7 separate regions of the Mus musculus genome follow, and all the other regions are linked to region 1. The links are chromatin contacts, called in public HiChIP or PLAC-seq, Micro-C and promoter capture Hi-C maps. All regions are on one chromosome and are shown on one strand. Each heading gives the region's core, a stretch centred on a gene start, on an enhancer-like site or on the middle of the called end of the contact. The rest is flanking DNA. Distances are from core to core; before and after follow the strand shown.

Evidence for each region. Promoter capture Hi-C pulls out the DNA fragments that hold promoters and counts their contacts. Hi-C and Micro-C count contacts between places; a contact is called where the count stands out from the background. HiChIP or PLAC-seq counts read pairs in DNA pulled down with a chosen protein or histone mark.
Region 2: an H3K4me3 HiChIP or PLAC-seq map of embryonic stem cells shows a contact between it and region 1, with 4 times the contacts expected there. The contact joins the promoter of Tacr2 here to the promoter of Macroh2a2 in region 1. A contact is called at or near these places in 10 of 39 promoter capture datasets (the 3T3-L1 cell line, cranial neural crest, embryonic stem cells and 6 more) and 3 of 115 datasets of contacts at active chromatin or transcription factors (acute myeloid leukemia, astrocytes and embryonic stem cells).
Region 3: an H3K27ac HiChIP or PLAC-seq map of embryonic stem cells shows a contact between it and region 1, with 7 read pairs. The contact joins the promoter of Tspan15 here to the promoter of Macroh2a2 in region 1. A contact is called at or near these places in 10 of 39 promoter capture datasets (the 3T3-L1 cell line, cranial neural crest, embryonic stem cells and 6 more), 1 of 484 Hi-C or Micro-C datasets (embryonic stem cells) and 5 of 115 datasets of contacts at active chromatin or transcription factors (astrocytes and embryonic stem cells).
Region 4: a contact with region 1 is called in a promoter capture Hi-C map of cranial neural crest. The contact joins the enhancer-like site here to the promoter of Macroh2a2 in region 1. A contact is called at or near these places in 13 of 39 promoter capture datasets (the 3T3-L1 cell line, 3T3-L1-derived adipocytes, the C10 cell line and 7 more), 8 of 115 datasets of contacts at active chromatin or transcription factors (SST interneurons, astrocytes, differentiating embryonic stem cells and 4 more) and 1 of 9 other capture datasets (embryonic stem cells).
Region 5: an H3K4me3 HiChIP or PLAC-seq map of forebrain shows a contact between it and region 1, with 4 times the contacts expected there. The contact joins the enhancer-like site here to the promoter of Macroh2a2 in region 1. A contact is called at or near these places in 4 of 39 promoter capture datasets (cranial neural crest, embryonic stem cells, frontonasal cranial neural crest and 1 more), 3 of 115 datasets of contacts at active chromatin or transcription factors (differentiating embryonic stem cells, embryonic forebrain and forebrain) and 1 of 9 other capture datasets (embryonic stem cells).
Region 6: a contact with region 1 is called in a Micro-C map of embryonic stem cells, with 2.7 times the contacts expected there. The contact joins the promoter of Neurog3 here to the promoter of Macroh2a2 in region 1. A contact is called at or near these places in 13 of 39 promoter capture datasets (the 3T3-L1 cell line, the HPC-7 cell line, cranial neural crest and 8 more), 4 of 484 Hi-C or Micro-C datasets (all in embryonic stem cells), 7 of 115 datasets of contacts at active chromatin or transcription factors (acute myeloid leukemia, embryonic stem cells and forebrain) and 1 of 9 other capture datasets (liver).
Region 7: a promoter capture Hi-C map of hippocampal neurons shows a contact between it and region 1, with 2.5 times the contacts expected there. The contact joins the enhancer-like site here to the promoter of Macroh2a2 in region 1. A contact is called at or near these places in 15 of 39 promoter capture datasets (the 3T3-L1 cell line, 3T3-L1-derived adipocytes, the HPC-7 cell line and 7 more), 1 of 15 datasets of contacts at CTCF or cohesin (the NIH/3T3 cell line), 6 of 115 datasets of contacts at active chromatin or transcription factors (acute myeloid leukemia, astrocytes, craniofacial prominence and 2 more) and 1 of 9 other capture datasets (embryonic stem cells).

What each region holds. Positions count from the first base shown.
Region 1 is chr10:61,782,003-61,785,546 of GRCm38.p6, reverse strand. It overlaps Macroh2a2 (macroH2A.2 histone), which reads left to right and starts at 1,683. Exons shown (of 9, transcript NM_207000.2): 1 at 1,683-1,764. Gm2137 (basic proline-rich protein) reads right to left here and starts at 3,520. Exons shown (of 3, transcript XM_006514419.2): 1 at 3,488-3,520; 2 at 1,914-2,396; 3 at 725-1,445. The coding sequence starts at 3,520. The coding sequence ends at 1,275.
Region 2 is chr10:62,250,670-62,254,213 of GRCm38.p6, reverse strand. It overlaps Tacr2 (tachykinin receptor 2), which reads right to left and starts at 1,776. Exons shown (of 5, transcript NM_009314.4): 1 at 1,005-1,776. The coding sequence starts at 1,396.
Region 3 is chr10:62,229,479-62,233,022 of GRCm38.p6, reverse strand. It overlaps Tspan15 (tetraspanin 15), which reads left to right and starts at 1,805. Exons shown (of 8, transcript NM_197996.2): 1 at 1,805-2,003. The coding sequence starts at 1,908.
Region 4 is chr10:62,188,226-62,191,769 of GRCm38.p6, reverse strand. It overlaps Tspan15 (tetraspanin 15), which reads left to right. Exons shown (of 8, transcript NM_197996.2): 5 at 186-302; 6 at 1,909-1,956; 7 at 3,011-3,127. Among named protein-coding and RNA genes, the nearest start is that of Mir7662, 4.2 kb to the left of the region's middle. Within about 2 kb of position 1,624, at least 30 of the 459 cell types and tissues checked have an H3K27ac peak or open chromatin away from gene starts, as enhancers often do.
Region 5 is chr10:62,171,266-62,174,809 of GRCm38.p6, reverse strand. No RefSeq gene overlaps it. Among named protein-coding and RNA genes, the nearest start is that of Mir7662, 21 kb to the left of the region's middle. Within about 2 kb of position 1,604, at least 29 of the 459 cell types and tissues checked have an H3K27ac peak or open chromatin away from gene starts, as enhancers often do.
Region 6 is chr10:62,131,482-62,135,025 of GRCm38.p6, reverse strand. Neurog3 (neurogenin 3) reads right to left here and starts at 1,936. Exons shown (of 2, transcript NM_009719.6): 1 at 1,699-1,936; 2 at 263-1,564. The coding sequence starts at 1,563. The coding sequence ends at 919.
Region 7 is chr10:62,087,535-62,091,078 of GRCm38.p6, reverse strand. No RefSeq gene overlaps it. Among named protein-coding and RNA genes, the nearest start is that of Fam241b, 22 kb to the left of the region's middle. Within about 2 kb of position 1,853, at least 12 of the 459 cell types and tissues checked have an H3K27ac peak or open chromatin away from gene starts, as enhancers often do. A contact at or near this core is called in hippocampal neurons, where this site is marked.

The DNA.
Region 1 (3,544 bases), core at 434-2,933:
CTATTATGTGCCAATGAATAATTCACTACATTTCTGTGAAGTTGGCTGATTGGGGCCAGGGAGCAATGGTCAAGTTCTCCTACAAGGTGCTAGAACTATCCTGAATGCTGGCCTGAAGTTTTTTTTTTGTTTTTTGATTTTTTTTTTGTTTGTTTGTTTTTTACTTTTACTAAGAAAGATGGGCACTCCCTCTAGGAATGTGCAGAAATGCCACCAAGAGACATCTCAGGCGGCCATTTGAAATCCTTTAAACACACATCTCTGCAAAGAGGTGGGCTTCTGGCCTGGCAAAGACTTCCAAAACAATAGACAGGAGGGTCATCCCCAGAGAGCATCAAGGGCTTCTGCAGGAGCCTCAGGGCTGGCTGTCCTCTCTCTCATACTGTGGGGTCCCCATTATGGGAGATACGTTTACAGCAGAATGAACCATGCATGGTTTGCAGGGAGAGCAAAAGACATGGCTGGTTCTCAGCAAAACACTCAAGCTTAAAATACACATTCTCAATGGAAAGCACTGGTCTATAAATGCCAGCGGCCCGCCTGATAAAATGGCGAGGGTGGTTGAGTAGCTAACTTCTCTCCACCCAGGCAATCACAGGTCTTCGGTGACCCCCAAAGTCCCCCACTGTGTACATAGATACAAGTACAGTTAGTTTGTGGCAGCGAGCACACATACAAAAGGTCACGGGTTTGGGCAAAGTCCATTCGCTCAATGCTAAAGATCTCGGCTTCACATTTTTTATTTTTTATTTTTTATTTTTTTTTTGCAGAAATCAAAAGGTTTCCTCCCAGAGTCCTCTGATTCATGCAGGAAAAAATCTGAGGCACCATGGACCGTCCATTCAACTGAATGCTTACGGTGACTGGCCCTAGAGCCATGTGCCCTTGACAGGGTTCACAGTACAAAAGACAACGTGGTTTTTCATCAGGGACCAAACAACTACACGCGCCCAGTGTCACCTGATACTGTCCACTGCACCGCCATCACAATGAATTTTCCAGAAACTAATACAAAAAATTGCTTCTTTAGACACTCTCTTTGTGCTTAACCTCAATAACCGTCGGGAGATGGCAAATTAACGCAATCCAATTTTTAAATGATGCCGGGGCACATGGTCTTCATCCACCAGGAAGCACATCTGGATCTCCATCACTACTAGCGAATCACCAGAATAAATTCTCGGTTCCTTCGGCGCCGTGCGCGACACAGTAACGTGTTTGGTAATTTCAGATCAGGGCTGCATCCAACGTGGCTTGCTTTTTTTTTTTTTCGTTCACCTTCTCATCCCGTAATGGGCAGATGAACGCCCACACCTCTTTCGCCCAGCAAAGGTGGGTCGAGCTATCTGGAGCCTGTGGCTGGTGACCACAAGGCCTCCGTGCCGGGCTCTAGGGAAGCGGTGTCCTCGCAGCCGACAGCTCCGCGAACTGGCCCTGTGGTTCCACTGCAGAAGGACAATAGCTCATCAAGCCCCACGAAAGCCCCCGGACCCGTCGCGGAGCCTGGGCTGGCGGGGGATGAGGCTGAGCGACTCCTCCTAGAGGTGGTTATGTGGAGAAGGAGCAATCCCTTCTCCCTCCTCCTCCTCCCCCCGCTACTATCCGCGGCCCGGAGAACTGCCGCTTGCCGCCATTGACACGCACAGATACAACCCCAAGAAAGGCAGGGTCCTGCCCAGCACCGGCGGCACGCGGGCCGAACCTGCGGCCGGGATTGGCGCGCACTAGGCCACCGGGCGCCCGGAGCCCGCGGTGCAGCACCAGGTGAGCCCGCCATGCCCATGGCATCATTGTTTCGGGGGGCGCCGGGGGTCTGGAAACAAAACCCTCTTGTCCGGGCAGTGCAGGGGCCGAAGGGAGCCACGGCGCCTCCCCGCTGCAGCCCTGAGGGCGCACCCCGGTCACCGACCCACCTCTGCCACAGAAATTAATAAATCGATCTGCCCAACTTGCTTCCTCGGGAGATAAAAGGGGGGTTTGCCGAAGACGCCGCGCGATGCCCGCCGCTGGCGAGGGGCCGGGGCACCCTGGGCCAAGCAGGGAGGATGCCGAAATGCGGGGTCCCGCGGCCAGGCTGGCGGTGCCGGGAGCCCTGGATGCGGAGCTCGGGGAGCGGGGGAGGGAGGAGGGAGGCGCCCGGGCGCCGAGGGAACCGGGAGGGGGACGCTGGCTCGCAAGGGCCGAGGGCGCGCGACCAGGGCCTCCGGGGTGCCGAGCTGGGCGCGGGGCTGACAATGGAGGAGGACGCAGAGACGCCGGGGCGGCGCGGGCGCGGAGCCGGGATGCTGCGGGAGCCGCGGGCGGAGGAGGACTTGAGGCCGAGCACTCCCCTCGGGTTCCCTTTCCGGGGCGATCGGTGCTTCCACCGGCAAATGGCGGCCCCTGAGCGGCTCGCCCTACCGGTCCCAGCTGCTTAATTTGCGCGGGAAAATAACAAAAATAATAGTAACAATATCAAGAAGAGGGGGATCAAAGTCAAGTCAGGGAAAGGCGGCAGCCGCTGCCGCGGGTAGAAATCAGCCCTGCCTCCCCGGTTGCCAGAGCGCCATCCAGGTGCACCGCTTTCCAGCCCCGCTAGCCTAGGATGGCTCCCCAGAGTGGCTTTCCACGCCTTTCCTCATGGGGGCGCCCTTAGCTCCTGCCCTCTTTGTTCCTCTCAACAATGGCCAAAGGGGCATCGAACCCCACCCCCGCCACCAAACGCCAATTGAACCTCCTTCTTCACGAGTTCAGCATTACTGATGGTGCCTGGGCTTCAAATGAGCCACGGGTGGGCCTGATTTAGGCCTGGCCATTACTGCAGCGTTTGGGCCGTGGTTCTCTTGGGATGAGGAAAGTGGGAAAGGGGCCAGTGAAAAAAACCAAAGAGTGGACGCACTCATTGGGAACTGGGCTCAGGTTGCCCAGACTGGAGCAACTGAAGCAGTTCTCCAGGTGAGCTGGCTTCAGGGGAAATCACAGCAAGAAGCCATACACCCCAGGAGGCCCCAGGCGCGATCAATCCTATGGAGAACAGCAGCCCTGGTTCAGCGTCTGTTTATGTTGAAATAAAACTGTTCAGTGGGGGGTTGGGGGGGAGAGAAAACCTTATTCAGAGTAAAATGTCTTTGCTTTTAACGTCTCAAAACAAATTAAACTGTGCCTAGTCCCCAGCCCGCTCCTTCTGCCAGAGTGAAAGCGGTTCCTTTCACCACAGAGAGAACTCTCACAAGTAAATGCTCAGAACTCCAGGACCCGTAGACGGTGCCTTGGAGTTTTCAGAAATATTGAAATGCAGGAACTCAAATATTGGAATCCCGCTGTAGGAAATTGTATCTTAATAAAATAACTCATAGCAGCAAGATCTCTTTCCTTGCATCCAAATTCCCTCTTAAAATACTGTCTTCCTGTCCTCCAGTTTGTCCTACCCTCTCTGGATCCGCTCTTCTTAGCCTTTAGATATGATTCACAGTTTCTGCTATTTCAGAACTCCATGAAAAGAACTTACCTCTGGATCCAGAAAGATTCTGACCCTATCCATATTCCTCTGCCTTGACGACAGGGC
Region 2 (3,544 bases), core at 527-3,026, 470 kb before region 1:
CTGACCTTAAATCCTACTTATCCTGACTCCTCGGGGACCTTGTGTGTAAGGTTAGAAGCTGGACCCATATGAATGGTGTTCTAACCTTTTTTTGATTGTGGCAACTGGCTATGTAGCTTAGGATCTTAGGATGAGCTTGGCCACTCTGATCCTCCTTCCACTGCCTCTGAGTGTGGGGATTACAGGAACACATCACCCTCTTACACCTGACTTATGTAGTGCTGGGGGACCAAACCCAGCCAAGCAAGTCCTTTGCCTACTGAGTTACGTTCCAGTTACATTTGCAGCCCCAAACTTCATTCTCAATGAGTAGAAAACATTGTCTCAAAGGAAATCTCCGAGAACTCCATTTAAAAAGTCTATCGTTCAGCAGTGAGAGGCCGTGGGTGAAGGTTTCTGGGGAAGTTAGGGGAGGTGGGGGGTCTGGAAGACTAACCGAACTCTATGCGACAGAGGGGCTCATGGCCCTGTCCCCCCTGTACTTCTTGTGTCTTTGCCTCACCCCATCTTATTGCCTCTCTGTCCGATCCTGCTCCCCCTCCCCTTAGCCCAGCCCTGCCTGTCCCGGAAGTTCCCACAAAAGAAGGTGATCTTCCTTCACCCCATCTTCAGCCCACTCCTTAAAGATCACTGTTGGTGACCCCCCCCCCTTTTTCCTGGCTGGAATCATAAAAAAAAAAAAGCATTGTTATAACTTAGATGCAACACTCTAACTTCATGTAACATTCCACCTCTTTCTATATACAAAAGCAACATGGGCAAATTTCCTCATACGATGAGAGCAAGATGAGAAGACCCACACTTCAAAAGTCTCTGGGAGCATTTTCCTTTCCAGCCTCGATTGAGCAAGCTCCTAGGGGGAAGCCATTCTGTGTCTAATCTGACGCTCCCTGCTTTGGCTCCACATCCCTCTGTCTTCTTGCTATGAACCAAAACTGCTACACAGTTCCCTGGGATGTTCCCCCATCAAGACACCCGTCCCCTTCCCCGACGCCCGCTCTTGCCTGTCAGCGGCGATGGCGGTCATGGAGTAGATGCTGACGAACATGGCTGTGACAGGAAAGAGGTTCTGGAAGTAGCAGAAGGTGCTGCCGAAGTACCAGATGTTGTGACTGGCATAGATGAAGTTGAAGGTGGCATTGAAGGCCGCCATGCAGAGGTCTGCCAAGGCCAGGTTGATGATGAAATAGTTGGTGACCGTGCGCATTCTCTCATGGGCCAGAATGATCCAGATGACTGTGGCGTTGCCTGTTACAGCCACCAGCACCAGGGCCAGGTAGGCTGTGGCCCATAGCGCCAGCTGCCAGCCAGGCATAGAGAAGGCTGTAACGCCTGTTGCGTTACTCTCAAGGCCAGACAAGATGTTGGTGTCGGTAACGCTGGCGTGGGCCCCCATGGCTGATCCTGGGCCTGGAACACAGGGTCTGGCCCTGCAGTTCCGTCTAGAATCACCACAGAAGAGAAATCCTCTTGGGTGTGTAGATTTACGGGGGCGAGGACGATTGGAAAGCAGACACGTGTAGCCAGGGGACCACGCCTACAGCTCAAGCAGAAATGAGTCAGGCTGAGCAGAAAGCAAGGTCCCAGGCAGACTGTTCAAGCATCTCGTGGAGATGGAGAACTCAAATTCCAGTCTCAGAGCAGGAGGCATCCTGATAACACGTTGGTTGGTTGGTTCCGATCTTTCACACCAAAATCAAAAGGCTGAGAGTCAGAGAAAATATGTGTCCAGCAACGGGCATTCAGGAAGTTGGTGACAAGCCAGAATCGGAATTCAGATCTCTCTTAAGGCTACTCAGGGTACATCCCAGATGAGAGATGTGCACAGTGTGGCAAGTACGTGAGTCCTATAAGTCCACTGTGCAGTCTACAAGCTCTGCAGTGCAGGCTCCCAATGCTGCCAGCCCTCGGCCGCTGCTCCCAGCTCCTCCCTGAAAGGCAGGCAAGGGCCTTGGCAGAGGTGCTGCCTGCTCCCGCCCTCCTTCCACCCCCTGCTTGGATGGCTGGGCCTTGTCTCTTGAAAGATTTAGGACCTGCTGGGAAGCAGGGAGAGACCTTGGGGAGCGAGGCACAGTGTGGGTGGGGGTGGCCTAGAGGGTATGAACCTCAGTATTTGCGTATTTGCATTCTGTCCGGCAGGGAGCTTCACGTACTGGCATTTGCATTTGGGAACGAGGGACTCGGGCTGGCTTGGGAACCCTGGGGAAGCCATTCACTCTGCGTGAAAAAGAAAGTCTCAGTGTTCAGAAATACCTTGGGGTACGAGGGTGATTTGTTGGGGTGTGGGATAAGTGATGAGGGCTGGGTTCTGGGCCTCAGGTGTTACCTCTTACCTGCTGTCTGACTAGACAATCCTTCCTGGCCATTTCTCACCTCAAGCCTCCGCTTCCTTGGGTATAAAATGAGAAATTGTGTTTGGAGCCGGGTGGTGGTGGCTCATGCCTTTAATCCCAGCACTTGGGAGGCAGAGGCAGGCGGATTTCTGAGTTCGAGGCCAGCCTGGTCTACAAAGTGAGTTCCAGGACAGCCAGGGCTACAGAGAATTCTGTCTCAAAAAAACCAAAGAGAGAGAGAGAGACAGAGAGAGAGAGAGAGAGAGAGAGAGAGAGAGAGAGAGAGAGAGAGAGAGAGAGAAATTGCGTTTGGACAAATGGTGTTCAAATCTCTTTCCCTCCCCACCCCGCCTTTCTGTCTCATGTAGCCCAGGCTGACTTCAAATTTGCCATTGGATCAGGATTACCTTAACTTCTGATCCTCCAAATGCTGGGGTTTGAGCCGCTCAGCCTAGTTTAAGCAGTGCTGGAGACTGGTGTGAGCCGGGCAGGCACTCTATGAACTGAGCTACACCCCTAGTTCTGAGCCCTGTAATGGGGAAAAGACACTGGTGCACTCTAAGATACAAACAGTGCTAAGCCACACACCCTAAGGCCCTTTTCTTTCATTCTCTTGGGGTTTTTTTGTTTGTTTTGTTTTGTTTTGTTTTGTTTTGTTTTGTTTTGTGACAGGGTTTCTCTGTGTAGCTCTGGCTGTTCTGGAACTTTCTCTATAGACCAGGCTGGCCTCAAACTCTGATCCACCTGCCTCTGCCACCCCAGGGATGGAATTATAAATGTAAAACACTGCCGCCCAGATCAAAACAGTTCTTATTGTGACTTTTCTGAGCTCAGCAATACCCTGATATCTGTCATTTGGTGCCCTAGCTACACTGATGTGCAATGTCTGGGATGGAGGATCCAGTTCTTGACTTTGAAGAAGAGGTCCTTCCGGGCCTCCTTTTCTTTCCTGGGATGAGCTAGAGCGATCTGAAACTCCTGAGCCTAATATGGACCTGGCCACCTCTTTGCCAGACCACGAAGGCCTGCTTCCTCTGTTGGATGGGCCACCACGTTTTGACGTTGGTCTCTCACCCAGAGGGTCTCTGTCTTTGATGACTTGGTGGCAGCAGCTGTGTCCAATCAACCCTGTTTGTTTCTGTCCCATGCTTGTTTGGCCTCTATCCTAGAGGCAAAGTATGCAGCAGTAAGAATGGAAGCTATTTTCTCCT
Region 3 (3,544 bases), core at 556-3,055, 450 kb before region 1:
AGATAGCGACAATGCTAACCTTTATGAGCAGGTAGCCACAAAACCGGTTCCTGTAACTTCACTTAAGACTCAATTGTCCGTCCTTGCAGGAAAGGCCTGCTCAAGGACATTCGAGAGACAGGATTCAGGAAGCTAACAGATGTGTGCCCCTCACCCCCCCCCCCCAAGGATCTAGCCTTGTGCGCTGCCTCTATGTGAAGGAGCACCTCTGTAAACTCTAGGATACTTTATCCAGTCTATGCTTAATTAATGTGTGTGTGCTTCATAATGAGATGTTTCTAAAAACAAAACAAAAAGTACAGTCCCTGAGAGATGGCTCAGGCTCACGAGGGCTTCCTGTTCTTGCAGAAGACCTACGTACGGTTCCTAGTACCCACGTCTGTTGGCGTACCACTCACTACCTATAACTTCAGCTTCAAGAAATCCAACATCTCCTTTGGATGCAAGAGCACCCACAGACTCAATGACATTCAGACAGTCTCTCTCTCTCTCTCTCTCTCTCTCTCTCTCTCTCTCTCTAAGTAGAAATACCAGGATTAGCACCTGACCTGCCCACCTCCTGAACACTCCCCCCCTCTCAGCCCAGGGAACTTGTCTACAGGTGCCATTTCCAGATTCACCACCAGAACTTTCAGAGCTTTTGACTAGCAGCTATGCATTTAATTACCGATTGTCACAAACACAGACTGTCTGGTTCTCAGGCTCTGCACAGAGTCAGGCTAGGCCGGAGACAGGAAAACAACAGAAGACAGCTGGGAACATTTACCAAGGAAAAACGATTCATAGCTACCTGTGGCCCAGCCCACCAAGGGAAGGCTGGAGGGAGGTCAGACCCTGGCTGAGTGAGTGAGTAGTGACTAGGTTTGTAGAAGGTCCTAGAAGAGGATTTTCTGGGAGAAGAACTTTTTTTTTTGGGAGCAGAGTTGGAGGGCAAAAGGGAATTTCCATGGTCAGCTGGTTGACGAGCCTGGGGCAGATCTGTCTCCGGAAGTCTGCTGCTCCAATGGAACACCCTGGACTGGTGACCTTCCAGGATGTGACCATCACTCTTACACACTCACTTGCTGTTTTTGTTTTGTGTTTTATTCAGACTGAGTGTCACACAGCCTTGGCTGGCCTGAAACTTGCTATGTAGACCAGGCTGCCCTCAAACTCAGGGATCCACTTGCTTCTGTCTCCTGAATGCAAGGTATCAAAGGTGTGCGCTAGGATGTAACTGCAACAACAACACACTTGGTATTTTGTTTTGTTTTGTTTTGCTTGTTTGTTTGTTTGTTTGTTTTCGAGACAGGATCTCACTGAGTAGCTCTGGATGTCCTGGAACTCACAGTGCAGACCAGATTACTCACATAGATCCGCCTGTCTCTGCCTCCTCCTAACTGTCTCCACTGTCGCTGTCCTTTCTCGCAGTATTCAATCACACCCGTGGAAAGCCAGCCTTATTTTTGACGGTACTTAGGAACTCAGGCTCTTAGGCAGTCCTCTATCACTGAACTACAGTGCGAGCACCCTGTTTTCTAATACAGAACTGGGCACGCTCGCCCTTACTCCTGCGCCTCTCCAGGCCACACGCTCCCACGCTGAGATACAAATCGAGGACAGGATCTATGCACAGGAGCGCTCCTTTTTTGAGTCTCGCCCCCTTCTCTCACCCGGTCCACTGTAGCCTAAGCCACGCCCCTAGAATAGAAACAACGCCCCGACAGCGCGACACGCCCCCGACACGCCCCTTCGCGTCCATTGGCTGCCCGCATTGTCCGCTCCCTGGCCCGAGCGGTGATTGCGGCGCGCCTGAGTCAGTCCAGGGAGAGAGCGCGGGTGGCGGGCCAGGCCGCGGGACAGCCGCAGGTGGGGCCTGGAGCGGTGGCCGGATCGAGGCAGCCCCGCAGCCCCGCGCGGGAGCCAAGATGCCTCGCGGGGACTCGGAGCAGGTGCGCTACTGCGCGCGCTTCTCCTATCTTTGGCTCAAGTTCTCTCTCATCATCTACTCCACCGTGTTCTGGGTGAGTGATGGAGCCCGTGGAGCCGGGGTCGGGGTGGGGTATGGGACGGTCCACACTCCTTCGATGGCCCCCTAACACTCGACCCAGGCTTGGGTTCAGCTTCAGCCACTCAGAGAGGCCGCCGGGAGTGCGGGAGGGCTTCTCGCACCACTTCCCTGGGAACCGGGATACCTTGGCGGCCCCAGCTCTGCTCGGTTCCAGCAGCCCAGTCAGTCCTCAGCGTTCGAGCCCTGTTGCCCACAGGACGCCACTTTGTTCACCTATGCTGCTGAGCTCCTACCTAATGGGGTCCGGCTCGCCAGCCGAGTCTGCTGTGCATCCTCTGGCTGCTGTGTAGGGCGCGGGTACGTTGTTGACTGCGCCCACCACGCCTTCAGGGTGTGACTCTCCACAGCCTGGCCAAAGGTGGGCAGCTTTTGTGCTTGTGGCCACCTGGATTCCAAGTCTGGCCCCTGTTGCTACTTGCCTGTGCCTTTCCTCTGACCAAGATGTTTCTCTTGGGCATCTTGCTTTCTTCCTTGTTGGAAGGAAATGCTTTCTTGTTGGAGTGCGGCATTCCACTTGACAACCCGGCGGCTCCTGGATGGTGTTGCTATTTTCATGAGGTCTGGCATTGCCCATAGAGGATCAGGATGGCATTGGTTGCGCACAACCAGGCTTTGAATACTACCCGCCACTTCCTAGCTGAATGGTCTGGAAAGTTCCTTCATTTCTCTGACCATAGTTTTCTCATCTGTAGTTGGAGACAGTAGTTATTAAACACTTGGATGGTTGTGGAAGTAAAATAACGCAGGCCAAGATGAGGCCACAGAGAGCTAAAAAAAAGGGGGGAGATAGTAATAATATAATTATTATATTATAATTATAAAAACATTAACAATAAATAATAATTATTAGTATTTATTGTTATTGCTATTGTTTTTTGGGTTTTTTTTAGAGACAGGGCCTCTGTATGTAACTGCCTCTGTCACCCAAGTGCTGGCATTAAAGGCACCTATTATTATTGTTGTAGTTATTGTTGTGACAGGGTCTTACTATAGCTTAGTCTAGCTGGTGGTGGTGTATATGTGTGTGTGTGTGTTTGCTTATTTGTTTTGAGACAGCATCTTATGCATTTCTGGTTGATTTAGAACTCACTAAATAGTCCAGGCTAATCTTGAACTCAGTAATCCTCCTGCCTTAGCCTTCCAAGTATTGGAGTTACAGTTGTAAGACACCATGTCTGGCACCATTAATGTTATTATGGGCAAGAATCTTTGCCTGTGAATGGTATAAGCTAAAAGGTCCCCAGGGACATTTCCCCCCACAGGGTCTCATGTCATCTAGGCTGGTCCCAAACTCACTGTGTAGCTGACAATGACCTTGAACATTGGATCCTCCTGTTTGTACCTCCCACACACTGGGTACTGGGATCACAGGGGTGTGCCACTACCCCTGGCTTATCAGGGCATTTTAGAATAACTGGACTTCAGTCTAGACACGAGGATATCTTTCCACAGGTTGGCCCTGTGTTTACCTCTACAGAAGTGTGTATGTAGATA
Region 4 (3,544 bases), core at 375-2,874, 410 kb before region 1:
GCCATGCCGCTCTTGATAGCTCTGACGTAATAAAGTATGGCCTCATGGGGCCCTGGTGCCCCCACTCTGGTACCTCCATCCCCACCTCCACCCCGGACATACACACCTCCTCAGCCACTGCTTCCCGCTGTATGACCCTGACCTTGGCAGTGATCACAGCTCTTCCTTGGTGCTTTTCCCCTCAGTTCAAGTGCTGTGGCGGGGAGGACTACAGAGACTGGAGCAAAAACCAGTACCATGACTGCAGCGCCCCCGGGCCCCTGGCCTGCGGGGTGCCCTACACCTGCTGCATCAGGAACACGGTAACTGCATGGGTGCTGGATGTGAGGGTCACCCAGTTTGCCAAACACTGCTCTCACTCTGCCCAAGTGGAGCAGGCAGTGGGAGTGGGTGGGACGTGGTGGCCGGGGCTGAGCTTGCCTTAGACCAGGGGCCCTAGCAATGGGAGATGAGTGGGCAGCTTCCTCTGGGAGTGTGTCAGTGAGCGTGTGCGTGTGTGGGCCTGGCCCAGGCGCTTTGGTTGTAGTTACTTGGTTCTTACAACAGCTTTGGAGGGTCTCAATTGGGGTAGTGTTGCTTTAGCCACTTAGGGGGACTTGCCCAAGGTTGGCAGGGCTCTTCCCAGCAACAGAGAGCCAGAGTGCCCGGCAGGTGCAGCAGGCTCTACCCAGTCACTGGAGGCAGAGTACAGTGCAGGTGCTGTGAGCACTGGCAGCAGAGCCCTGGGCAGCGGCATGCGGTAATGTAAATGCCAGCCTCCACTTTCCCCAGTGGGAGCCTCTCAGCTGTCACCTCCCAGTCATCTGGGATGCTGAGCTGTGAGGTCACCGCCTGTCAGCCCTGATGTGTGACAAGTATGTCAGGAACTGCCCAGTTTTGAGACTGGAGCAGAAAAGCCTGGCAATTACGACACACACGCGCACACACTCATAACACACACCACACACACACATCACACAAACATAACACACACACACCACACACACACATAACATAGCACACACACACCACACATACAACACACACACACACAACACACAACACAGCGCACACAACACAGCACACACACCATACATACACCATTCATATACATATTTACTCTCCTGGAAAGTCTCTTGTTGATGGTTTCAACAGCTGTGCCTACCACCCCAGCCTGTAACCATGAAAATGGGGTACACGTGGGTAGGGCCTCACCCAGAGTCTGGAACATCACCAAGTGAAGGTGCCCTGTGAGAGCTGGGGTCCTCTGCTGCTCCCCTCCCTTGTCACTGCAGGGACCCAGGCTGGATCCGGGCTGGGCCTGAGGTTCTACCTCTCCCCTGTGGCTGAGGTTGGGACCAAGCAGGGCCCACGCAGTGGTGGGCATTGTCCTGGGGCCTACCTGGGAAGGAATTTGATGGGGGCTAGAGCCCAGTCATTGCGTCTCCAGGGATAAAAGCTCTGGAGAGCGGCCCTTCTTTCAGAGAGGAACTTCTGTGGCTCTTTGATGGTGAAGCCAGCTTTGAAGGGGCAGGGGAGCGTGGCCAGTGACCCAACCTTGCCCTCAGGTAAACCACAGCTGGCAGGGGCCCAGTTGTGGTTTGAGCAGTTCCTCTCTGAGAGCCAGTAAAATGGGAACAGCATGGCTCAGCCACGGGGAGCCATGGGGGTGCCTCCGGCTAAGAGCTTAGACTGCTGCTGGTGGAGGGGTGACCCTCACATGAACCCCCAGGGAGGGGGCCTACCCATGGTTCTTCACTGGGGCATTTCCTGGAGGTGGTCACTAAGATACAGGCTGGAGCCTGATCCTGGTGGCAGGAGATCTCAGCTCCATCTGTACCCGCCAGACTGTATACCCAGCCCTTGGCTCTTCTGTGAGCCCTTCAGATTACAGCCTATAGAATCGTGACCGATGTGTTTCTGTTTCAGACAGATGTTGTCAACACCATGTGTGGCTACAAAACAATCGACAAGGAGGTAACAGCCTGGAAAACCTTTGTCCCCAGAAATGGTGCTCCCTTTGTTCCCAGATGGTGCTCCTCTTGTCCCCAGAAATGGTGCTCCCTTTGTTCCCAGATGGTGCTCCTCTTGTCCCCAGAAGTGGTGCTCCCTTTGTTCCCAGATGGTGCTCCCTTTGTCCTACTCCTCAGCTAATAGAGGGTTTCTAGCAGAGGGCTCCTGGCTACTCAGATTTCCCAGCTCTCCTTGGCTGTCACTCACAGAAGGACCCAGGGAGCCAGGGGAGGTCATCTGGCCAGGTTTGCTGAGTCCCTGCTCCAGGCAGGCTTAGCTGAGTGAGATATCGTGTCCAGGGCTCCTCCCATGCTGCCTGCCCAGCCCTGCAGTTTGTTGACAGCTCACACTGGTACTACCTGCCTGGGACTCAGGAATTCCTGGGGAAGAGAAAGTCCTTGGGTGGCTCCCAGCCTCGGCTTTCTGGACAAGTCTATGTAGCCCCGTTTGACCTGCAATTGCTATGTAGACTAGGCTGCCTCAAACTCACAGAGATTCCCCTGCCTCTGCCTCCTGAGTGAGCACTAGGATTAAAGGTGGGAATCACTGTGCCCAGTCTTTTTTCTTTCTTCTTTTAATAACCCAGTGGGTCCGATTAGTCCTACTCATGTGTTCAAGAGGGTAGCGCCATCCACAAATGGCGTTGTCTTTAATAATTTGTACATGGAACAAAGTTTCAAATGATGATGTTTTTAATAATTTGTACATGAAACAGTTTCATGGCAAGGGATTGTCCACTCGTGGGAGGAGAATGTAACATAGTAATTCTAGAAGCTTCACTGTACATTAAAACCATGTAGGGTTTCCCTCCACATATACCTGGAGTAGGCTTTTGGCTCAGGTAACAGTGCGCAGCCCTGGGTGGCATCTGGGAGGCATGCAGGCACACTCTGCCAGTTCCCAGCAGTTCTCACCACCAGAGCACTACCACAGTGTCCCCAGTGCCATCTCGGGAGCAGCACTAGAGAACCCAGGGCCACCTTCCCATGCCGCTGATCCTCTCCCTCCTCCCGCACAGCGCCTGAATGCACAGAACATCATTCACGTGCGGGGCTGCACCAACGCCGTGTTGATATGGTTCATGGACAACTATACCATCATGGCGGGCCTTTTACTGGGCATCCTGCTTCCTCAGGTGGGTAGTCCGTGGGTGCAGATGAAGCCAGGCTGAGTGTTGAAGGAGAAGGGTTCAGAGGCTCTGGGAGGGCTGGGGTCTGGAAGGAGAGCCAAACAGAGTAGTCTCAGTTGCTCTCTCTGCACTGGCTCTGCCTCCAGTCCGCCAGTGTGGTTGGTGCGACTGATAAGCACATCTGCTTAGTGGCGGTAGTGGAAATGGAGGATTCGAAGAGTGAAGTGACTTTCCCAAGGGTCCCCTGGATAAGGTGTGGCAGAGCTGGGATCGAGGCAGAAGACCAGCATAGAGGGGCCATGCTAATGTACAGGGGCAGGAAGTCTCCACGTTCCTGGGAAGGGTAGAGCAGGTCCAGCCTGGGGCTGCCTGGGCAGTGGGTGCTGGGGTGCCTTGATTTCCCCAGCCCAGTTCCCAGGGAGG
Region 5 (3,544 bases), core at 355-2,854, 390 kb before region 1:
AGTGGAAGAGGTGCTTTGTCAGGGAAGACAGCCTGCAGCTGCCCCACTGGGAGGCTGGGAGGCCTGAATAGCGTCACAGAGCGCTGGGCCTTGGTTTGCTGAATGGGGGCTTGGCCCCTCCCTGGCGGTGGCCCGGAATAGATAGATGACATTTTCATTGCAAGTTAACAAGGGAAGAAATCCAATTACCTCACAAAGGGGCTCCTGAAGGGGCCTTGCAGAAAGAGGGAGGGGAGGGGAAGAGGAAAAGAAGGGAACCTGGTGACTCTGTGTGTGTGTGTGTGTGTGTGTGTGTGTGTGTGTGTGTGAGTGTGTGTGTGAGTGTGTGTGTGTGTGTGTGTGTGTGTGTGTGTGTAAGAGAGAGAAAGAGACAGAGAGACAAAGACAGAGAGAGACAGATTGAGAGAGTCAGAGAGAGAGAGAAAGCTTGTGTGTGTGTGTAAGAGAGAGAGAGAGAGAGAGAGAGAGAGAGAGAGAGAGACCAACCAACCGAAAGACGGACAGGCAGGCAGGCAGGCAGACAGTAAAAAAGCCCCTCTAGGGACTTGGGGACCTGTATGTAGGCCGGAAGGAACTTATGCCATTGGCCAGAGCTCCAGGCCCCAAGCCCCTTCTTACAGAGAACCTGACTTGGAGAACCAAGACTCCAGGCTGCTGAGGGCAGCTCCTCACAACCCTCTGTCCCCACGAGGCCAGCCCCCAGCTCCTCACGTCTGCCCTTTGCCTTTTCACTCTGTTGAAAGTCTACTATTTAAATTTGATATACAAGATAAAATAAGGAGACGAGGTAGAAGGCTCAGCGGCTAGACGCACTTGCTGCTATCCTAGTAGCCTGAGTCCCATCGCAGGACCAGGACCTACAGGATAGGGGAGAAGAAGCTGTCCTTTGATCTCCACATGTGTGAGCAAACACCACACACACACACACACACACACACACACACACACACTCTAAATTAACTAATTAAATGTAATAAAGGTTTTTTTTTTAAGTTAGAAATTAGAAATTAGGGGGGGGAAAGTAGAAAATAATTCTAAAAAGAGATAATTTGAATTACCCAACACTTGGAAGCCTCAGCAGGTGTTGGGGTGGTCAGGACCTGCGTGGAATCTGGGTGGTTAGCAAACCCGGGCATCTCCTGAACCTCAGCCTTTAAAGGCTCAAATAGCTGCAATCAAGCAAGCTGCCCACGCTTCCTTCCACCTCCCCAGGGCAACGGGTGTCTCCTAGCTCAGGGTTGCTTTTAACTTTGTTTATTCGAGGCTAAGTGCATAAGAGGGAACTGGGAGTTCAAGGTGTTGTTTAGTGGATCTACTTCATGCTCCAGGCTTCAAGGAAGTGGGAGGGTGGGTAGAGGAGGCAGAGAAAGACTGACAGTCTCAGAGGTCAGGCAAGCCCAGCCCCCTCCCCAGCTTTCCCTCCCTTGGGAGGAAGGGCTGCAGACCCCCTTAGGAGGAAATTAGCTCCGGCTTCCTCAGGCCCAGCCAGAGCAAATCGGCCTTCAAAAGCTCCGAGTCTGCAGGCCACACAGCGAGCCCCTTTGTGGCTCGTCAGCACATCCCTCTCCCCTGCCAGAACACGTCTGTCCAAAGAAGACTCTTGCAGGACACGGGGCTGAGACAGAAGGCTTGGGTGAGGGAGGGTGGCTGGCTGTCAGGATTTTTAACTGTTGGGCCAGTGCCCTCTCCAAATCAGCACATTGTATCTTCATCTACTATGTAGAGGGTTTTGGGGGGCACTGTGGTCCACAAAGTGCTTAGTCCCCAAGGATGGAACAACTCTGACCCCCACCACCTGGGGCATTCAGGCAAAGAGTGGAATGGGCGGGACTTGTGGGAGCCAAGCTCAGATCAAGCCACACCCACCAGAACAAGGACAGTTTAGGGACCTCTCTGGGCTTTGGTCTCTCTCTGTCTCTCTCTCTCTGTCTCTGTCTCTCTGTCTCTGTCTCTGTCTCTCTCTCTCTCTCTCACACACACACACACACACACGTTACCCTTGCTCTCATAATGGTCAAGGAGGGAAGTCTGGTCCCTAGTAATTCTCAGAGGGTCTCCAGTTAGCTTCTTAGGGAGGAGAAAGAGTTGGAAGACTAAGAGAATGGTGTGGGGCTGAAGCAGTCAGGAAACATGGAGTTTTCACACACACACACACACACACACACACACACACACACACAAAATCGGCAAATAATGACAGCAGCAGCCACCGCTCCCTAGACACCCTCTTGCCACCTTTCCTGGTGCTCCACTGCAGTGGGCCAAAGGGTTCTAACTTGGCTCAGAACCCTGATCCACTGTGGCTGGCTGCGCCCAGCATTTTCTGACTCCCTGCCCACAGCTAGTCCTTTGACTCTGAGGAAGCCTCTCCCTTGGTTAGTCGTTAGACTTAGACTTAGTTCTCTCCCTCCCCGTCTCCCTCTCTTTCTCCCTCCCCCTTCCCTTGTCCCCCTTCCCCTCCCCTTTCCCCTCCCCCACTCTCTTGTTCTCTCCTTTCTTCTTTTGCTTTTCCTTGTGTGTGTTTTGATGGCACATCATGAGGGTGACTCTAACTAGCAGATCTCCCGGCCCTCTTCCCCAGTGCTGAGATTCAATGCATGCGCCAAGGCCAGCTAACTCAGCTTTCTTGACTTCCAGGGACCCGGTGGTTGCCTCTTCCTTGTTCTACTGTTTGGTGTTCTCTTCACTGTGGGACGCAGGTTCCTGACAGGGAATCTGCTCAGGATTTCTACAGTTAAAGGGACCTCTCCAAACCTAAGTCTTTTGTTGGCAACGGTGATGCTGAAAATCAGAGCCAGAGTCTTGGATAAGGAGAATAAGTGCCCCTACCATGATCCACATCCCTAGTCCAGCCCTGAATCTTAGTGCAGAAATCTCCTGCTTATCATTCATTCCTTTTAGAAGAATTGCTGTTGTTGTTATTGATGATAATGATGATGATGACGACGACCACCACCACCACGATGACGACGACGACGATGATGATGATGACGACGACCACTACCACCACGATGATGATGATGATGATGATGATGATGATGATGTGTGTGCTCGAGTGCATGCCATAGACAATTTTGTGCAGTCAGGTCTTTCCTTCTATCTTTATGTTGGTTTCAGGGATCAAACTCAAGTTGTCAGTCTCACTTCACGAACATCTTTACCTGCCATTTTGTCTACCCTACTAGAAGCTAGAGTCATTGGACAAGAGGGAACCACAACGAGGAAATGTCCCCACCAGATTGGCTTGTGGACAAGCCAGTGGAGTATCTTCTTGATTAATGATGGAAGTGGGATGGTAGCTGTGTTAATGGGACTTTGTGGGTGTAGCTTTTGACATTTCTAAGTGATACAACCTCACAGTAAACTCCCTGCTCCTCTGGCTCTTACAATCTTTCCATCTCCTCTTCCATATTGGTCCCTGAGCCTTGGGTACAGGAGTTGTACTATAGATGTAGCCATTGGGACTGAGTTCCACATCTCTGCATTTTGATTGGTTATAGTCTTCTGTAGTGGTCTCCATCTGTTGCAAAGAGAGATTTCCTTG
Region 6 (3,544 bases), core at 687-3,186, 350 kb before region 1:
CCTCCTCCCCTTCTCTGCGCACAATGGAGTCACCTTGTGAAGATTCTCGACGTTCATCTTTTATTTGTTAGCTCAAAATCTCAATCACCAGTCCTTGATACTCTTATGTACAAAATATAAACTCTCCTACCACGAAATAGCATCAATAAATACAAATGTGTAAAAATGGGGCAGGAGGCATATAATTTACCATAACAAAATTCATTTCAAAAGGCATTATATCATTTACAAACTGATTTCTTTTTCTTTTTTTTTCCTTTTTAGGGAGACAAACAGTGCTTCAGGAACCGTCCCTGCAACTCACACTTTAGACACGGGAGACAAGTTGGAGAGATGCTCTAGCCATAGGCTAGGGCTTTCCGGTTCACAGCCTGGTCTCCCTTGGGGGAAGGGTAACGACTTGAAAAGTGCAGAAGAAGGCAGATCACCTTCGTGGACTAAGGCAGAATGGAGAAGCTCAGAAACCCTGCATGTAGCGGGCAGTAAAGACGACGAACATCATCTATGGGCCAAGAGCTGGATGGAGGAGCCAGTGAGGTAAGACGCAACACTGGATTAGGTCACCCTGGAAAAAGTGATGGATGGTCGGAGGCCGGCAGATTTGAATGAGGGCAGACTCACCAGGAAGTATGGGAGTCTCCAACTAGGTAGTGCTACCATTCTCAAATGCTTGGAGCGAGAGTTTGATGTGGCTGCACCGAGGAGAGTTAAGAGAAGAGCAGCCCCCAATGTCTGCTGTGCGCAGCAGCAAGGGTACCGATGAGAAGCCTAGTTAAGCCCTGTGAGAGGGCTAGGGATCCAAGTAGTGAAAGCCAGAAGAGGCGAGATGCTTGAGAGCCTCCACTACCTCCCACTCCAGACGGCTCTGGTCCCCTCCCTTTCCACTAGCACCCACCACCCAGAGCCAGACAGGTCTCTTCACAAGAAGTCTGAGAACACCAGTGCTCCCGGGAGCAGATAGGATGGGGAGCTGGGCACCTGCAGGCCAGGGAATTCCTCCAATGAGGCCGTGGGGCTCAGGTTACCCGCTTGGGAGACTGGGGAGTAGATAGAGCCCCAGTCCCCGTTGGAGCCACCTCCGGGGCTCCCCAGCTCTCCACAGGGCACAGGGGGCTCCGGGCCATAGAAGCTGTGGTCCGCTATGCGCAGCGTCTGAGTCAGTGCCCAGATGTAGTTGTGGGCGAAGCGCAGGGTCTCGATCTTTGTAAGTTTGGCGTCATCCGGGAAGGTGGGCAGGACACCGCGCAGCGCATCCAGCGCCGAGTTGAGGTTGTGCATGCGATTGCGCTCCCGATCATTGGCCTTCTTGCGCCGGCTTCTTCGCTGTTTGCTGAGTGCCAACTCGCTCTTGGGCCTGTTGCGCCCTCCGCGTCGGGCGCGGAGCTTCCTCGAGGTCCCTCGGCAGTCACCCACTTCTGCTTCGGAGCAGTCCCTAGGTATGAGAGTGGGGCTAGGTGGGGTGGAATTGGAACTGAGCACTTCGTGGTCCGAGGCTCCGGGAAAAGGTTGTTGTGTCTCTGGGGACACTTGGATGGTGAGCGCATCCAAGGGATGAGGCGCCATCCTGCGGTTGGGAAAAAATGGAAGGTGTGTGTGTGCCAGCCTCTGACTTAGAGGTCACTGCACGGGGGACCAGAGTATCCCCCACACACACCCCGCGCGCCCCTCATCCACCCTTTGGAGTTTCCGAATTGTTACCTAGTTCTCCCGACTCAAAAGAATAGAGAGCAGCAGGTCAGTCAGTGACAAGCAGCAGTGGATAGGGTCAGTGTCAAGCAGCAGTGGATAGCTGAGCCTCTCTGCTCCCTCTGAAGTTCTGCTAAACTGCAGGCGCCCTCGCCTGGAGTAAATTGCGTCTGGAAGTCGTAGAAAAGCTCCGAGGAGGTACTCGACCACTGCTGCAGTGATGAGACCCAGAGGGATTTCTGAGCTGCATGCAAGTCGTGTGTCCCCTGGCACGCTTTATCTGCTCTGCCCCCGGCCAGGAGCGTGCCTGCCGGGCTGCTGCCTGCACCACGGGCCAATCAGCGGAGGGGGCCCAGGGGCTGCGCCACGCGAGCCCGCTCCTCCCCCCACAACCCCCACCCGCAGAGCACAGCTGGATTCCGGACAAAGGGCAGGGGTCGGGGGAGGGGAGCAGCACTCTGTTTGTTCCCCCACTCCACGCCTCCCCCGTCGCGGGCTCAGTCCCAGCAACTCTCGGTTCCTCAAAGAGCCTCGCCCAGCCAGAAGAGTCCCGTCCGGCCGCTGGGGAGAGCTTTGCCTTTTCCTCTTTCTTTTTGGCATGTGTCCAGACCCTTTCTTGGTAGCATGAAGGAGGTTTGGGGGTGCCTATATATATATAAGGAAGGCCTCTTCTTTGAGTATTACACATGGGGTCTTTTGGCTCAGAGAGGGAAACGGCTTGTCTAAATGAACCAGCGATCAAGGAGTCAAGTGTCTTCTTGGCTGGCAGCTGGGAGGAGCGCCCATTAGTTCAAAGTGCTATCCAGCTCTCCGCCACTATGGGTTGGGTCAGGAAATGTGTGTGCAACCATGTTTCACAGACTGACTCCATCCTGGGAAAGAGGACAGAGTGACCAGAGACGGTCCCTGCTCAAGTCCTTTCTACTCAGAAACTATTGCTTGGCCAGGTTCAATATCACCTTGGGATCCAACCCTCCAGCCCCCAGACCAGACCTTGAAAACCCCCACCATAGTCCTCATCCGAGACATTGGGTTCTATTCCGGAGGCGAGGGTGGTTGTAGAGAGAGTGCAGAGGGGGCATCTCATCACGCCCCGCCCCACTATGGATGCTATCGGGAAGGCCTGACCCGAGAGGCAGGTGATAGGGAAAGGTCAAGGAGGGACTTGTTCTCTGCTAGCCTTTTTTGTCTTTTCAATGCCTCCGTGTGCAGGCCCTGGGAGAAAAGCAGATCTACTTTCTGCCCCCTTTAGTGCCCCTGTCCAATCACAGACCAGAGAGGACTAGCAGCTTCACCTAGTCCTACTCCTTCCCGCCCCCTCCCTCCCCATCACTCCTGAACTGTGGGTGAGCCCAGGGCAGGGAGACTTCTAGTTTGTCCCTCTTAAGAGGTTATCTTAAGCTATCTGGAAATCTTTCCTGTGAGCCTTAAGACATTGTCCTTTCTTCCCTGCAGACCCGCCCTTCTTGTCCCTGACACCCCGTGGTCTTCTGTTTCCGGTCACTCAGGGTGAGGGGTTGTGGCTTCCGCTGATCTCTCTCTCTCTCTCTCTCTCTCTCTCTCTCTCTCTCTCCTGCCCTCCCTCCCTCCCTCCCCCCCCCCCCAGCTTTCTAGTCAGGATGTGCATGGGAGGAAGCTATGGCTGGGAGTTAAAGATTCTTGGCAGTAACTCTAAGCTTTCTAGTACGTTCTCTAACTCCGAAGCTCCTGGATATTGTAGAAGGGACCATACCCTGGCTGGGAGGCTGAAGGCGTAGAGTCAGGGTCGGGGTAGGTGTGTGACTTGACTCTATGATGACCACTGGCCGCCTGGGCTGCAAGGAAGAGGAGGGAGCACTACAAAATCCCCTGGGCAGAG
Region 7 (3,544 bases), core at 604-3,103, 310 kb before region 1:
TCTGAAGTTATTCTAAAATGCTTCTGTAATTTTGTACGTTGAACTCATATGTCATGACCAGTTTTGGCAGTTAAAGTCAAAATTTTGGTCAACTCTGAAATACATTGAGGATCCCCTGTAGGATAAAGTTTTTGCAGCCTATTGTTTTGTTTTTTGTTTTGTTTTGTTTTGTTTTTTGAGACAGGGTTTCTCTGTGTAGTCCTGGCTGTCTTGGAACTCACTTTGTAGACCAGGCTGGCCTCGAACTCAGAAATCTGCCTGCCTCTGCCTCCCAAGTGCTGGGATTAAAGGCATGCACCACCACCTCCCGGTGCAGCCTACTTTTAATAAGGGTTCAACCTCTCCTCTAGCCCACCACCCAGCAGAGGTAGCAGAAGACAAAAGTTATTAGGATATGGGGGAAGTGGACCTGTTAGCAATAGTCCTTGGGGGCAAGCTGGATCTTCTTGGGCAGCAGTTCAGTCCTGTAGCAAATACCAAACACAACTTTGCAGCTGCAGACCAGTCCTCTAGGCAGGCAGGCAGACGACACCAGGCACGAACCAGCAGCTACAGTCCAGTCCTTTCAGCAAGCAGATACCAGGCAGCTGTAGTTTAATCCCGAAGAAACCGTCAGGCTTGCCAACCAGCCTGAGGCAAGGCCACATAAGTGCCAAGCTGCCACAGGAACCTCACGTGCAGTTCTCGGGCAAGTTTCTCTCAATGGCAACATTACCACAAGTTGAGCTCAACAATCCTATGCAAGGCGAACCAATATATCCTGTCTTTAGCAAACAATAGCAAGGCGGAGCAAACCAAACCAAGGCTCAGTGCTTTCCCACTGTCTGTGGGGTCATATTTATACTCTTTCATCAAGAGTCTTTTCACGTATCTGCTACATCCAAACATCCTTTCACCTGCATCTGCTTCAGGAAATAGTCTTTCCCATGTCTGTTCTTCAAAACATCCTTTCTCCTGTGTCTGCTTCAGGAGAGCATACAGTCTTTCCCCTGTGTCTGCTTTAGCAAGACATCCTTTCCCCTGTGTGTCCCAGTGAAACATTTCACATAACTGACTTTCCAGAGAACTAGAATCTTATATTGTCCTGCACTGCCAAAATTTAATTCCTTATGTAAAACAAACAGGCACTTCTGTGTGTACATTTTCTTTCATCTTTAATAAATATTAAAATGACATGCATTTGAAGAATTGTTTTAAGATATTTTTATAACTCCTTATCAGCAGATGTTTGAATGACTTGTATTATATATTATATACCTATATGTTCTATTTGTATTATATGCTACATGCCCAGTGTGGGAAATCCCTGCTAGTTAAAGTTGAAGTCTACCATTGTCCAGATAGCCTTCTGGGTTCAATGCATATTTAATTTTTTACTAACAGGGCTCCCTTCTCTGACCTTAGCCCCCACATGCCTCTACCTGCAGGATGTCACAAAGCCTTGGTTCAGATTACAGGTTCAACTTCCTTCCCCCATAAGAACCCATTCAGCTAGGGTCTGAGATTCCTGAAATGCTTCCCAGTGCTAATGAGGCATCTCAGAATCTTAAGCCTTCAGCCCATCCTGGATACCCCTACTTTTCTATCCCCCAAACTATATAAGCTTTGAATCACCCCCAAATAAAGTTGATCTGACTCCTAACAGCTGGTCCTGGCATCGCCATTACTGTATGTACTCACGGGGCTTCCAAACCCACCCTATCCAGGAAGGGAATCATGAGAGGAAAGAGTTTAAGATGCCCTGATGGGAGTGGTGGGCGGTCGCTGGAATTGGCAGTGCTGGGCTGTGGGAGGGCGGCTGCTGCTGGGCTGTGGCTGGGCTGTGGGAGGGAGGCTGCTGCTGGGCTGTGGCTGCCTCTGTGAAATCAGCTAGAGCAGAGATCGATTGCTCAGAGATCTATTGCTCAGATCCATCAGGTTAGCCTAGGATCTTCAGATGGGATCTCTCAGCCTGGTGCGGCCCTGAAGTTCAGGGAAGAATGACTACCAAGCCACCATTCTGATCCCCTGTGCTTTGTACCCCGGGGCAGGAAACAGATGAAGGAGAGGAACAAGCCAGAGCTAACGGAGAGACGGGAAAGGGCTGGGAAACAGACTCAAAGGGAGGAAGGGGACCCATGGAGGACACACAGATATACCAGCAGCTCAGCCTGGAGCTCTGGATCCAACTGACTGAGCTCCGTAGCTCTGAGAGCCAGGAGAGTCCCTGGGCCCTTCAGTTCTCATGGATTCTAAAGGAAATGGTAAACACAGCTCTGTGGCTCACTCCTGTAATCCTAGAACCCGGGAAGCTGGGGCAGAAGGATCAGGAGTCAAGGCTAGCCTGCACAGCAAGTTCTGGACTAGCCTGTGCTACATAGGGAGACTCTGTTTTTCTAAAAGACAGAATTAAAAGCTCAGTGAATGTGCCCTGGGATGACTCCAAGGAAAAACACCAGGCACACCATTCAAACCTTCAAAGAGCCCAGCCTTGGCTCGTGCCATGACTCATGGTTACTCCTGATTCCATGGAAGAGCAGAGCCTCCACACTTATATAAAGTCATCGGGGCAGCAAGATACCCTGTTGGGCTCAGCTCGTGCCAAGCTCCTGAGGGCTCCTTGAAACTTCCGACCTGGTTTAACAGTACTGCCTGGGTCTTCTGCCTGTCCTTGGATCATGGACCTTTGCAGACATAACCCAGGAGAGCAAACAATGGGTTTTCTGGTCGGGGAGAACCTTCTTTTTAACCAGGAGGGTCATAGGGAGGGCTAGGGATTCAGAAAAGACCAAGTCATGTGACCCACCAGGATCCCAGAACCAAGCCATCATGGAGGACGCTCACCAGGGCCTTGGCATGCCCAGCTTGCCTCAGAAGCTCTGCGTAGGGACCTTGGAGTTCACACCAGAAGTTTGGAGACCCTTTTAGATATAGGATGGGCAGGCTTGGGTGGAAGCCTGTACTTGGGTTCTGACTATCCTCTCAGCAGCCCAGACCCTGGGAACACTCCAGTGTGACTGTCCCCTTTACTCTGCCCCTGTGTCTGGTACCTAAGCCATTTCTCTTCCATGTACATATCCAGCATCCATAGGGCGTGTCTTTCCCGGTTTTCATTGCCATTCTGTGAGCATGCCCGAGATGGCAGATGCCTCTTCCTGAGCTCCACCACAGGGCATAGGGGCCAGGAGAAGCTGATGGTTGTTGCATCAGATCATCGGGAGCCATGAGGACTAAGTCATAACTGCTGACCCAGGCTGTACTGTTATACCAGGTCAGAAGTTTCAAGGAGCTCTCAGGAGCTTGGCACCAGCTGAGCCCAACAGGATCTCTTGCTGCCCCAATGGTGTTATACAGGTGTAGAGGCTCTGCTCTTCCATGGAATCAGGAGTAACCATGAGTCATGGCACGGGCCAAGGCTGGGCTCTTTGAAGGTTTGAATGGCGTGCCTGGTATTTTTTCTTGGAGTCTTCAGACTAAGCCAGGACTCTTCTTGTAAGATGTCAAAAGACAGGAGAGGATTCGACCAGCCTGGGAAGAAAAGATGCTTGGTGTTAAATACAGGATT